Regions from separate parts of the Mus musculus genome. Here all the other regions are linked to region 1. Evidence: chromatin contacts called from public Hi-C and HiChIP or PLAC-seq data. All regions are on one chromosome and are shown on one strand. Each heading gives the region's core, a stretch centred on a gene start, on an enhancer-like site or on the middle of the called end of the contact. The rest is flanking DNA. Distances are from core to core; before and after follow the strand shown.

The links. A called contact is a pair of places that touch in the nucleus more often than the background predicts. HiChIP or PLAC-seq counts read pairs in DNA pulled down with a chosen protein or histone mark.
Region 2: a contact with region 1 is called in a Hi-C map of embryonic stem cells, with 2.6 times the contacts expected there. The contact joins two enhancer-like sites. A contact is called at or near these places in 5 of 484 Hi-C or Micro-C datasets (cerebral cortex, cortical neurons, embryonic stem cells and 1 more), 5 of 115 datasets of contacts at active chromatin or transcription factors (embryonic stem cells and epiblast stem cells) and 3 of 9 other capture datasets (liver, macrophages and pancreatic islet).
Region 3: an H3K27ac HiChIP or PLAC-seq map of embryonic stem cells shows a contact between it and region 1, with 6 times the contacts expected there. The contact joins the promoter of Hpf1 here to the enhancer-like site in region 1. A contact is called at or near these places in 3 of 39 promoter capture datasets (embryonic stem cells, liver and pre-B cells), 1 of 484 Hi-C or Micro-C datasets (stem cell-derived germline stem cell-like cells) and 4 of 115 datasets of contacts at active chromatin or transcription factors (bone marrow-derived macrophages, embryonic hindbrain, embryonic stem cells and 1 more).

Annotation. Positions count from the first base shown.
Region 1 is chr8:60,657,912-60,662,008 of GRCm38.p6, reverse strand. All of the region lies in intron 2 of Mfap3l (microfibrillar-associated protein 3-like), which reads right to left. Among named protein-coding and RNA genes, the nearest start is that of Mfap3l, 27 kb to the right of the region's middle. Within about 2 kb of position 2,093, at least 12 of the 459 cell types and tissues checked have an H3K27ac peak or open chromatin away from gene starts, as enhancers often do. A contact at or near this core is called in embryonic stem cells, where this site is marked.
Region 2 is chr8:60,856,208-60,860,104 of GRCm38.p6, reverse strand. No RefSeq gene overlaps it. Among named protein-coding and RNA genes, the nearest start is that of Hpf1, 32 kb to the left of the region's middle. Within about 2 kb of position 1,919, at least 127 of the 459 cell types and tissues checked have an H3K27ac peak or open chromatin away from gene starts, as enhancers often do. A contact at or near this core is called in embryonic stem cells, where this site is marked.
Region 3 is chr8:60,888,147-60,892,350 of GRCm38.p6, reverse strand. Hpf1 (histone PARylation factor 1) reads right to left here and starts at 1,923. Exons shown (of 8, transcript NM_028299.3): 1 at 1,815-1,923. The coding sequence starts at 1,862.

The sequences.
Region 1 (4,097 bases), core at 844-3,343:
GAATATTACTGGTGTATATGTGTGTGTGTGTGTGTGTGTGTGTGTAGGTATGTGTGCATATGAGTGAGAGAGTTTTAGGTACTGTGCCAAGCATTTAACAGACAGGTGTTTATTCAATACTTGAAACTCAGCGTGGTGGTAAAGAAAGGATTCTCTCTGTTTTATGGAAGAGAAAACCTGGGCTTAGAGCAGCTTATCACTTAAATTACAAAAACTTGGTTTAATGCCTTTGAGTGAGTATTTTTAAATTTTCAAGTATTTAATGTACTAAATGAGAAATTTGTGGCATTTTTATAGATCAATTTCTTATTTTACACTGAAGATAAAGGGCAATTTATATTTAACTCTGTGAGAACTGATTCCCTATATCTTAGGTACAGTGTACATTTATATATATATTACATGGGTGTGTATGTGTGTGTGTGCATGAGGGTATGTGAGTGTATATGTGAGTTTGTGTGTGTGCATGTATGTGTGCATGAGTGTGGGGGGGTATGTGAGCATGTTCATGAGTATGTGTGTATATGCATGAGTGTGTATATATATATGAGTGTGTGTATGTGCGTTTGCTTGAGAAAGCAGAGAAGCGAGAAATTACCCTCTTGAAACTTGAGTGGCATGCACCTTGCAGAACTGGTTGGTTAAAAGGCATTTCTATTCTATGAAAAGATTCTGGGCTACATTGAAGCAATGCAAGGGCAGTTCTAGTCAGTTTTCTCCTATGCTGCTTAGTCAAGAAAACTCTTGAATGATTTCAACAACAGAGTATTATGTAAAATAAATCCACACAGAAAGGAGATTTTTAAGGAAGGGGGTTTAAAGAAAGAATCTGTCATCTCTAACAGTCAGGCATATTTTCAGGGTCTTGCATAAGTAGACTTTCTTGAAATACTTATTACTTTTATTATGTACACCTCTGATGGAGGTGTTAATGTGAATTTAAATGGTTTAACATTACAGTAAGAAAGTACGGTGAACTACGTTAAAGAATTAGCATGTTTGAAATAGTCGACCCTTCTCAGTCATGTAGCCATTTCCACTCATCTCCAGCAAAAGAAAAAAAAATGGAAGGCGGTACATTTCTGGCCAGCTGTGCTCATGCATGTTTGAATTCTGGAACTCAGTTGGTGGACCACCCGAAACACACTTTTAGTGACCTTCCAAGCTGTAACTCTCTCAAATGGAGATTACACATTATCCTTTCCTGCTTCATTTCCTGGAAATGAACTGAGGAGTGTCAGGAAAGCCAAGTGAAGCAGCTGCTGCTGCTCCTGTCAGGACAGGAAATGGCCCCGTTCTTCCTAGCACAGATGGGACCGCCATGCAGAGCAGCTGTATCACTCTTTCTGCATAAATGAGAAAGGAGATTGTTTCTTTCCAGGCTAATCACAAAGCCAATGGGAATCAGCTCCTGTGAGCAACCTGACCAATGATTTTGAAAACTTTTGTGTGTGCATGACACATGCACCCTACAGCAAAAAAATCCTAACTCTAACTAGGATGATAGTGGTTAAACTGTCTCTTCTCTGTGGGGCTCTTCCCACACTCATTCTAGCTGTGTTAAATGCACACAATATTTCTCATTGGTTGAGACCTTAAGGCTATACAGACTCCAGTCTGCCACAGGGAAGACAACAGGCTTTGTTCTGGTTGTGTAGTGTCTTCTCCAGCCTTCTGACTTCCCATCTGCGTCCCTGAGGACCGGCAACATCTCCCTTACATGCTTATCATCAGGACTAGAAGTTTTACATATATACTTGGTACACGAGCTTATGTGTAGAAGTTGTTAATGAAGATGATGCAAATTTGATTAATCTAGCTTAAACAGTCCCCCTGTAGGCACATAAACTCCTACTAATGTGATACCAGCATGATATTCATCCTGTAGCCAATCACCCTTTTGCTCCATTACTAATGAAATGCTGCCCAATTTAAGTCCCCAGTGTACTGGCTTGAAAACAGAAGTCTATGCCGGTGTTATAAAATGGACATTTATATAATGAGAAATTAAAGGCTGTGGGCCCTCCCAGGCTGCCCCAGTTCCATGGCAGTGCTAACGCTTCCTGAGGAACTCTGCCACTTCCCACATGCTGCCCACTTGCTAGGTGTGATGTTTGCTGCGTTTCCCCGTGTGCCTTGTGTTCTGAAATTACTATTATTACGCACTGTAATTACAAAAGCTGTGCGGGGGACATCAAGTACCGGCATTGCACATTCTTTTCGAGAAATTGAAAATCCATCTTCTTTTATGAGATTTAAAACAGCTAGCTGATTTATCAGCAAGTCTACAGAGAAGATGTGAGGCCTGAATGATGCTGCAAATTCCCAAGCACTGGGTGGCTTAGAGTCTACAGACAGGATATTCTAATAGGCCACTTGAACTTCCACAAGCAAAATGCATTTAAAATGTCACTACCATCTAGTACAGCTCAATCACCTTTACAGGCTGATGAAGAAGGCAAGCCAGGGTGTCTGCTGGCTGAGACTGATTTCATGGTCCCTAGGACCTTTGCAGTGAAGAAACTGTGCATTTCTCTGAAGCTGTAGGTAGTACTATGGAGCAACATTCAAAATGATGCGACTGAATTTCCGGCTCCCGTATTATGTTGTTACCATGGGTTTCTTCCTCTCTAGGACTTGGTAGCTAAGAGCACAAACTCCTCTTTAAATACCAAGGGGTATCATTTGTTTCACAGTTCTCTCGAAAGGTGAATTCCAGTCTGGAGTTCTTGTTCCTTTCAGTTTAGTCATCCTGATGTCCCTATGTGCCACACCCTCTGTTGGGGTCTACTTGACAGGCTGAAAAAAGTCTGTAAGCACTCAATGAGGAAAAGAGTTTCAAGGAACCTCACCTCCTGGAGTTTTGGTGTTCTCATTTACCCATATACTCATACTCTATTCCCGCGTTAGTCTGGTGTATGAATCTATGCGCTCTCTTTTAATATTTTATTATAAATGCCTTTTAAGATTAAATTCTGTTATAGTTAAGCCTCCCCATTGCTCTAAGGTCCCAGAAGCCTGCAAGCTTGAAATCTGAGCTTGAATTCCGGCAGGAATACAGAAAGGAAGTTACCTATTCAGTTACTAATTAAGCATTACAAAAGATGGAGCCAGTAACTCAGAGCTAGTCTGCAAAATATTTACCAAGGACAGTAGCAATTCTCACCCAAACAAGGGAATAATAGAGCTAGGGAATCCCACTGAGACAGAGGTCTACTCTACAGCTAGGTATAGAGAGCTTCATATTAGAAGTAAGTTGGTATATTCTTGTGTAGACCCAGGAAATAGGGTGTTGGGGTATTGCAGTATTCATGAAAAGATCTGCTAGTGCAGAACCCCTGGTGGTGGGTTTAACAATAGACCAGTTTACAGCTGGCTCCCTTCTTTTGTGACAGCAGCCTGGTCCTCATCTTCTTTTGATGTATACATTCTTTCTGTACTGCATCACTGTAACTTGGTGGATTGTATTTTGCCTGGTTTCTTGTTATTTCTTTGGTATAAAAAGTTTGATGCTCGACCTGACACAATGCATTTAGATTCTACACAATCTCACATGTTGGTCTGTCTGTCACCCACCGACGCTTTGCCCACCTGCCCCAGAGACCCGTTCCATGAAGACAAAGGGACCCAGAGGGTCTGCGGCACCTATGAGTGGCCCAGCCCTGCATAAAGACCTGCTAAGGTTACTGAGGCCTGCACGTGTGTTACCATGGCTACTGTCTTCCCTTCTCTAGTGTGATGTCATCCTTTTGACCTATGGTTGTGGAAGAAATGGTGGTGTTTCTCATCTCTCCACTGTCAGTGGTGAAAGCTCTGGCAACAATTTGATTGACAGCAGCACCTCAGGAAAATTTCAGCAAAGGAGATCACTATGATATCTGTAAAATTCCCTCTCCCTTAGAATTCCTATGGCAGCATAATTTTAGTGGTGGAGAATGGCTGTCCCTTCTCTAGGTTAAATGTTCGTACTATATATAATATTTTGATTGAAGGGGAGTAGCTATATGGTATAGCTGGGAGTGGCTAAACAAAACAATGTCAGTGGGAGCGTGACAGCCAGGGGCACATCCCAGGCAGTTAGACTTCTAGCAGCCTTC
Region 2 (3,897 bases), core at 670-3,169, 200 kb before region 1:
GTAGCATTAGAAAATGGGGGAAATGGTTGGACTTATACTTCAAATGGGACAGTATATAAAGAGTCAGAATGCTTTTGAAATTTAGCCTCCTCCTTCCATCACCTGTGCCTGAGTGGGTGCTGGCCACCACTGGCAGTGGTACAGCAGGGATTGCTTCCGTGAACTCCATACAAGATGGAGAAGCATCCGCCACCATTCTGTCTGTGCGGTGTCTCTAAGTCCGCTGAAGGGAAACACAATCACATTCTCGTGAGAGGGAGGTGAGTCACAGCTATTGGTGACCAGCTGCGACATGGTGTTTTGGAAGATAATTTACAGTCATCTTTCTGCTTCTCTCACGACCCAGCTTCAGTGAGTCACTCCAGTAAAGAAAACCGCTGAGTCATTCTGCCAGCATATGTGGCTCCGGAGGAGATAAGGAGTCTTAAATATACAGCTTTCCTATTTAACAAAAGACAGAAGACCAGGAGCTTCAGGATAATCTTGTCACAGTTTTAGTTTTTTTTCCCCCTAGAAATTGCTACAGTGTAGCCTTTATACCAGGCTTATGATAGAAATTGTAACTTAGAAAAATAGCTCCTATTGTATGAACTGGTTAGGTGAGATTATTTCCTTTTTCAGTCAATTTTTATATGTCTACCCTTTCCTCTTTCATCTTCCAGGCCTTAGAATCCAGGGCCAGACATCTATTTGTAACATAAGCTTTTAGTGTGATTTTATTAATTGCTGGGGGTGCTCAGTTGTGTGCTCTGTGTCTTAAAAAGGTGAGACATATCTGTCCCCTTGAAAGCTCACACAAGGCAGTTACTAAGATTCCCTATTCTTGGGTATGATAAAAACGATGCCGTGGTATAGGTATCTGTGATGGCTGGTCTTAAGTTGCTATGTGACACATTTAGAATCACAGAGGAAGGAAACCTCGGTGAGGGACTGTCTGCATTAGGTTGGCCTATGGACATTGCTATGGGGTTTATCTTAATTCTGGGAAGACCCAGCTTTTGCAGGTGGCACTGTTCCCTGGGAGGAAGAGTCTGCATAGTACAAGAGGGGAGAAAATAGCGTTTGGGGAGTGGCTTAATGGATAAGTAGGCTGGCTACTCTTATAGAGGATTAGGGTTCAATTTCTATCAATGCAGGGTATCTTACAATCCTCTAAAACTGCAGTTTTAGGGATCCAACACCCTCTTCTGGCCTCTGTGAGCACTAAGTACATGTGTGGTACACATATTTATATGAATGCAAACCACACATACACACAAAGCAGAAATAAATCTTTTTAAAAAGTACTTGCTGTTTGCAGAGGACTCGGGTTCCTAGTCTCCCTGTGGAGGCTCCTGACATCCTATGGCCCCAGTACCAGGAAATCTGATGCCCTCTTTTGGTCTTCTCAGGGTACCAGGCAGGCACATGGTACACATACATATATGCAAACACTAACATATGCACATAAGATAAAAACAAGTACGTCTTTTTAAAGAGTGAAGAGAGTAAGCTACATGCTTTGCTTGCCCTAAATCTTTGTCCTCTTTTGGCTATAGATGCAGAGTGACCAGTTCTCTCAAGCTCCTGCCAGTGTGACCCCCCCCCCCCCTTGCTATGATGGACTGTAACCTGCCATCATAGCAACAGGAAACAAAACTATGCACTGGGATTATTAGTTTAGTTTACAGGACAGGAGAGGGCTAGTGCAGCATTGGCCATTTGTAAGCTGGTTAGGCAGAGAAACAGGTGCCTCCCCAACCAGGAGGCTCAGCTTGGGAGGTCCCTGGAGGGACACTGATTCTGACTCCATTTGAAATCCAAAGGATCTTGAGTGTGGAATCAGGGGAGGAGCCTGACAGCCTCAAGAGAGACACTTGCTCAGAAAGAAGGCAGGCAGGTTTGCATGCTGCTTTGCCTTGAACTTTGTGTACAATTAACAATGAAGTTTTACTAGTGTGTTAGTATTTCAGTATCATTATATCTGTGATGTTAGACAGGCACTATTATGGGCTATAAAGTAAATGAGGTCTACAATTAAATTATTACATACACCTAGGGGAGTATATAACTAGAGGAGTAAATAACTGCAGGGCCCACCCAGAAAGCAAAGTAAATATATGAGATCCAGTATTAGCGCTTATAACATCTTTGAAAGTCAAACTTTTTTTAAAAAAAAGAATTATTCATTTTATGTATATGAGTACACTGTAGCTGTCTTCAGACATTCAGACATACAAGAAGAGGACATCAGATCCCATTACAGATGGTAGTTGTGAGCTACCATGTGGTTGCTGGGAATTGAACTCAGGATCTCTGGAAGAGCAGTCAGTACTCTTAACTGCTGAGTCATCTTTCTAGCCCCTAAAAGTTAAACTCTTAAGAACTTCAATCTTCTCCAATATATTTCTCAATTTTCTCCCAAATACTTTCAAATCTGTCCCCCACATTAAGAGCATTAGCATTTCCAATACTAACAGCACTCAGATATAAGAACAGGATCTCTGTATTTCTTCTTGCTGCAGGAGGAAGCTCCTCTGATGAACAAGTGCAGATCTATGAGTATAGCAGAATTTCATTAGGAGTCAGTTTGTTGCTATGTTTTTGTTGGTTTTGATTTTTGTTGTTGTTGTTTTGTTTTGTTTTTAAAGAACAGTAGCATTAGTTTTACTCTAGGTGTCTGGACTATCTAGTCTCTTGGTCTTGGTTGCACAAGTAGTGTTGGGTATGGGCTCCCTCTTATGGAGTGGGCCTTAAGTCAATCAGACTTTGGTTGGTTATTCTTTTTTTTTTTTTTTTTATTTGTTATAATTTTATTGATGAAATATAAAAATTCTTTTTTTTTCTTTCCATTTTTTATTAGGTATTTAGCTCATTTACATTTCCAATGCTATACCAAAAGTCCCCCATACCCACCCACCCCCACTCCCCTACCCGCCCACTCCCCCTTTTTGGCCCTGGCGTTCCCCTGTTCTGGGGCATATAAAGTTTGTGTGTCCATTGGGCCTCTCTTTCCAGTGATGGCCGACTAGGCCATCCTTTGATACATATGCAGCTAGAGTCAAGAGCTCCGGGGTACTGGTTAGTTCATAATGTTGATCCACCTATAGGGTTGCAGATCCCTTTAGCTCCTTGGGTACTTTCTCTAGCTCCTCCATTGGGAGCCCTGTGATCCATCCATTAGCTGACTGTGGGCATCCACTTCTGTGTTTGCTAGGCCCCGGCATAGTCTCACAAGAGACAGCTACATCTGGATCCTTTCGATAAAATCTTGCTAGTGTATGCAATGGTGTCAGCGTTTGGATGGTGATTATGGGGTGGATCCCTGGATAAGGCAGTCTCTACATGGTCCATCCTTTCATCTCAGCTCCAAACTTTGTCTCTGTAACTCCTTCCAAGGGTGTTTTGTTCCCACTTCAAAGGAGGGGTATAGTGTCCACACTTCAGTCTTCATTTTTCTTGAGTTTCATGTGTTTAGGAAATTGTATCTTATATCTTGGGTATCCTAGGTTTTGGGCTAATATCCACTTATCAGTGAGTACATATTGTGTGAGTTCCTTTGTGAATGTGTTACCTCACTCAGGATGATGCCCTCCAGGTCCATCATTTTGGTTAGGAATTTCATAAATTCATTCTTTTTAATAGCTGAGTAGTACTCCATTGTGTAGATATACCACATTTTCTGTATCCATTCCTCTGTTGAAGGGCATCTGGGTTCTTTCCAGCTTCTGGCTATTATAAATAAGGCTGCTATGAACATAGTGGAGCATGTGTCCTTGTTACCAGTTGGGGCATCTTCTGGATATATGCCCAGGAGAGGTATTGCTGGATCCTCCGGTAGTACTATGTCCAATTTTCTGAGGAACCGCCAGACTGATTTCCAGAGTGGTTGTACAAGCCTGCAATCCCACCAACAAT
Region 3 (4,204 bases), core at 674-3,173, 230 kb before region 1:
CAGGTGTTGATAACTACATGTTCTCAGGGGTCCAACCATATGTATTGGTAACTGTCATTCCAAGCCTACACACTGTATGTACAAGTCAGGCATCGGGTAAGAATTGTTTTTGACAGCACTGTCCTTAGGAGGTTGAAATGCCAGCCAACAGGAAAATAGATAGTTACAGGGCTTTCAAACACTGGGGAACAGTAACTAAATGAAAGAAAGAGAAGTACAGTTAGACAACATGGCTCAATCTTTGTATGATGTTCAATTAAGAAAACCCCCCAAGATTAGATAGATGTGTGGTGGTTTTAAACAGAATAGCACTTATAAATTTGAGTACACCAAGGAATGGCAGTACTGGGAAGGACTAGGAACTGTGGCCTTGGTGGAGGAAGTGTGTCACTAGGGGATAGATAAGACTTTGAGGTTTCAAAAAGCCCATTCCACGCCCAGAGTCTCTCCCTTCCTGCTGCCTTCCAGTCTAGATGTAGAACTCTCTGCTTCTCCTGCAGCATACCTGCCTGCCTGCTACCACGCTTCCAGCCGTGGTGATAGTGGACCGAACCTCTAAAACTGTAATCAAGCCCCAGCTAGGCACTTTTTTTTTTTTTTAATGGTCATGGTGTCTCTTCACAGCAGTAGAATACTGACTAAGACAAGATGTACCATAAAAGCTTTTTAAGGAAACAACAAACTCTACAAGAAGGCAAGGGTAACTCCAACTTCAGGGTGATAGCCACAGTGACTAGAAGCGGCAGGAAATGCTTAGGCAAAAAGGAAAAGGCACCCAAATGGGTAGATGCAGAACTGTGGGAGTGGTTTTACATACAACGTATTTGGTCACATTGTCCCCTTCCCTAACTCCACATGACTTCAGGGACTGAATTCAAGTCATCAGTACTATTACTCTCTACGTCATCAAGCTGGACTTTGTTTAAGACAGGTCTATTGTAACCCAGGCTGGTCTTGAACTTGTAATGTAACTGAGGAGGACACTGAACTTTTGGTCTTATTGCTTCTGCCTGACAAGGCTGTTCTCTTTAAACCACATTTTTAACTTGGTGTTGTGAGAAAACACAACACAACGAGAATAATACCTATGTTCGCCATCCACTGGCCGTTAAGCCTTAGCAATCGCCTCACCCTACCCAGTTTAAAACATAGCTGGTGTCACTTTTGTTAAACGTTCGTTTCCCTGCTTAACTTCTCCCATTAGCTACTGTATGCTTAAGGAACCCATGAAATCATGTAAGAGTCCAGACTGGCCAATCTATCACTCATCTGAGAACCCGTATCCCTTACACTTCCAGGTCAGGCTACCAAAGTAGCCGGGCAGTGGTGGTTCGTGTCCTGGAGGCAGAGGCAAGAGGGTCTCTGTGATTTGGAGGCTACATATTGAGTTCTGATCTACATATCAAGTTCCAGGACAGCCGGGGCTACAACATAGAGACTGTCTTAAACAAAAGTCTTTAATAACTCCAGGGCTTGTTAATTCCAGCATTTTCTTTTACACACCTGCGTTAACCCCAAGCAAAAAAAAAAACGAAAGGTGAAATGTTTGTTCGCGTGTGCCTCGCCGCCCTGGCAGCTCCTCCAGTTTCCATCAGCTGGTTAGTAAGTGAATGAGTGAGTGAGTGAGTGAGTGAGTGAGTGAGTGAGTGAATGAATGAATGAATGAATGGTCCGTCCGCTGGCTGCAGAGCTTCGTGGGAACTGGGCTGGCGCTGGAAAGGAACGACTTCCCCGGGCCATTGCCCCGCAGGGCGGCCCTCGGCTCCTCCACGGCCCATAGCGTCCCCATACCCAGCGCATCCCGCCTCGCCTACCTGCGGTCCCGCCCCGGCCGTCCGGCGCTTCCCGCCACCGCCAACCATCCCGCAGCCGCAGCGAGCGAGCCAAGGCCCGCGCTCCTGCCGCTTCCGAGCGCCCGCTAGTGCTTCCGGGTTCAAAAGCCGCCAATCCGAGCTGCCGCTTAGCCACTCAGAGGCGCCAATTTAGAGACCAGGCTCCGCCCCCTGAGACGGAGGAGGACGCAAGGCCCGGTCCGCAGACCTGGGGTGGCCCCGCCCCCCCGAACGCAAGCACCGCCCCCTGAGCTACATCCGGGGCCCCGCCCATTGCCTAGCGCCAGCGTGCGCTAGAACCTAGACTATATGACTATTGAATTTGGGTTCTTAAGGAGCGATAAACTTCGTCCTCATATGCTCAAGAGAGATAGCTTTAAGATGCTGCCTCACTTCAGCCTTTTCGTTTTCTTTGTTTCTACTCATTTAAAGAATTAATTTTTTGCACTCCATCCCTTTCTCTCTTTTTTTTTTTTTTTTTTTTTTTTTTCCGAGACAGGGTTTCTCTGTGTAGTCCTGGCTGTCCTGACTCAGAAATCCGCCTGCCTCTGCCTCCCGAGTGCTGGGATTAAAGGCGTGCACCACCACCGCCCGGCTTCCCTTTCCCTTCCTATTGCACTATTGTCTAACACTAAGTAAACCTATCTTTTCTCTTTTCTTTACCTCCCTCCATTTCCTTCCCTTTATCTTCACATCCTCTCTCTCTCTCTTTCTCTCTCTCTCTCTCTCTCTCTCTCTCTCTCTCTCTCTCTTCTCATTTCTCTGTTCTTCATTCCTAATACAATTCGTTTTTTGTTTTTGTTTTTACAAATCTTGGCTATGCTTAGTGTAAGCCCTGTACCACGAGCAGCTGCAGCACCCCGAGCCAGTTTAAAAAGGCACACTGTCAGGCTCTACCCAGAGCTTAAAAATCAGAATCTGACTCTCAGGAAGAACACAGTTTGGAAGACACACTCCTCCACCACCTTCCCCTTCTCTTCCTTATTCACAATTTGTATACTCTCATTTTGTGGAACATATCCTTGGTTTTAAACTTATTTTATTTTTAGTTATATGAGTGTAGATTTGTAGATTTGTGTGTGTGTGTGTGTGTGTGTGTGTGTGTGTGTGTGTGTGAGCGCGTGTCCCACAGATGGCAAAAAAAAGGCATCGGATTCTCTGGAGATAGAGTTATAAGTGGCAGTGAGCCACTCGACGTGGGTGTCCTGCAAGGGCAGTGTATTACTCTTCACCACTGAGCCTTCTCCTCCGGTTTTGAGGAGCACTTCAAACCAGGGGCACAGCTGCTCCCTTGCTGTAACTGGGGCGGGAGTGAAAGAGAAAATAAAAGACCTAAAGGTCGCACTCCCTCCATCCTCCTCCTACCCCACTCATGTACTCATCTGGTACATGTTTCACACCAGCTGAAAGAATTTCAGCACACCTAACAATACTTGAAAAGACTGTGATAATATAGGCTAAAGTCTTTAGAGAGCTGTTTGAAACAAGAGTGTGGAAAACAGCCAATAACCCATACTTGGGATTAGAATGTTTGTTTCCATATGACCTTTCATACTAACCTTTATCTCATTCACAATCCTAACCAGTGCACCTCTTAAACTACTTTATAATCTCATTTACAAAACGAGATTCTTTAAAATAAGCGAATCCATTCTTTTTACATTTAATTTTAAAACTTTAATCTTTGAGGCTGGTTATAAATTACATTATTTGAACAATGTAATTTCAAAATCTCTATCAAATATAGATTTTTTTTACAAAAAGACATTAAAGCACATCTCTTTCTTATCCTGTTTTGTTTTTGTTTTTATTTATTTGTTTCATTTATTTTTGTTTTATCTTTTTTTTTTGTTTGTTGGTTTGGTTTGTTTGTTTGTTTTGGTCAAGTTGACCTAGGGTCACCTGGGAAGAACCTCAATTGGGAAAATGCCTTTATCACATTGCCTGTAGGCAAGTCTGTGAGGCATTTTCTTGATTAATGATTGATGTGGGAGGACCCAGCACCCCGAGGGCTTTGGTACCCCTGGGCAGGTGGTCCTAGGTCCTATCAGAAAGCAGACTGGACCAGGCATGAAAGCAAGCCCCGTGCTCCACCGTGGTCTCTGCTTCAACTATTGCCTCCAGGTTTCAGTGTGAGTTCCTGAGTTCCTGCCCTGACTTCCCTTCATGGTGGAGAGGAAAGGGCTTATTTCTTCTTATAATGCAAATGTAATATCTTTTTAATTACTTGTTTTGTATTGGTATTGAGTGTACCCCTTGGAGCCCAATAGAAGAAAGGCTGGAAATCTGAATAATCTCAGAGTGTGTCCTCCATGTAAACAGGTTCTCCAGGGAAATAGCCCATAGACATTCATTCTTTGTCTGTCCATTTT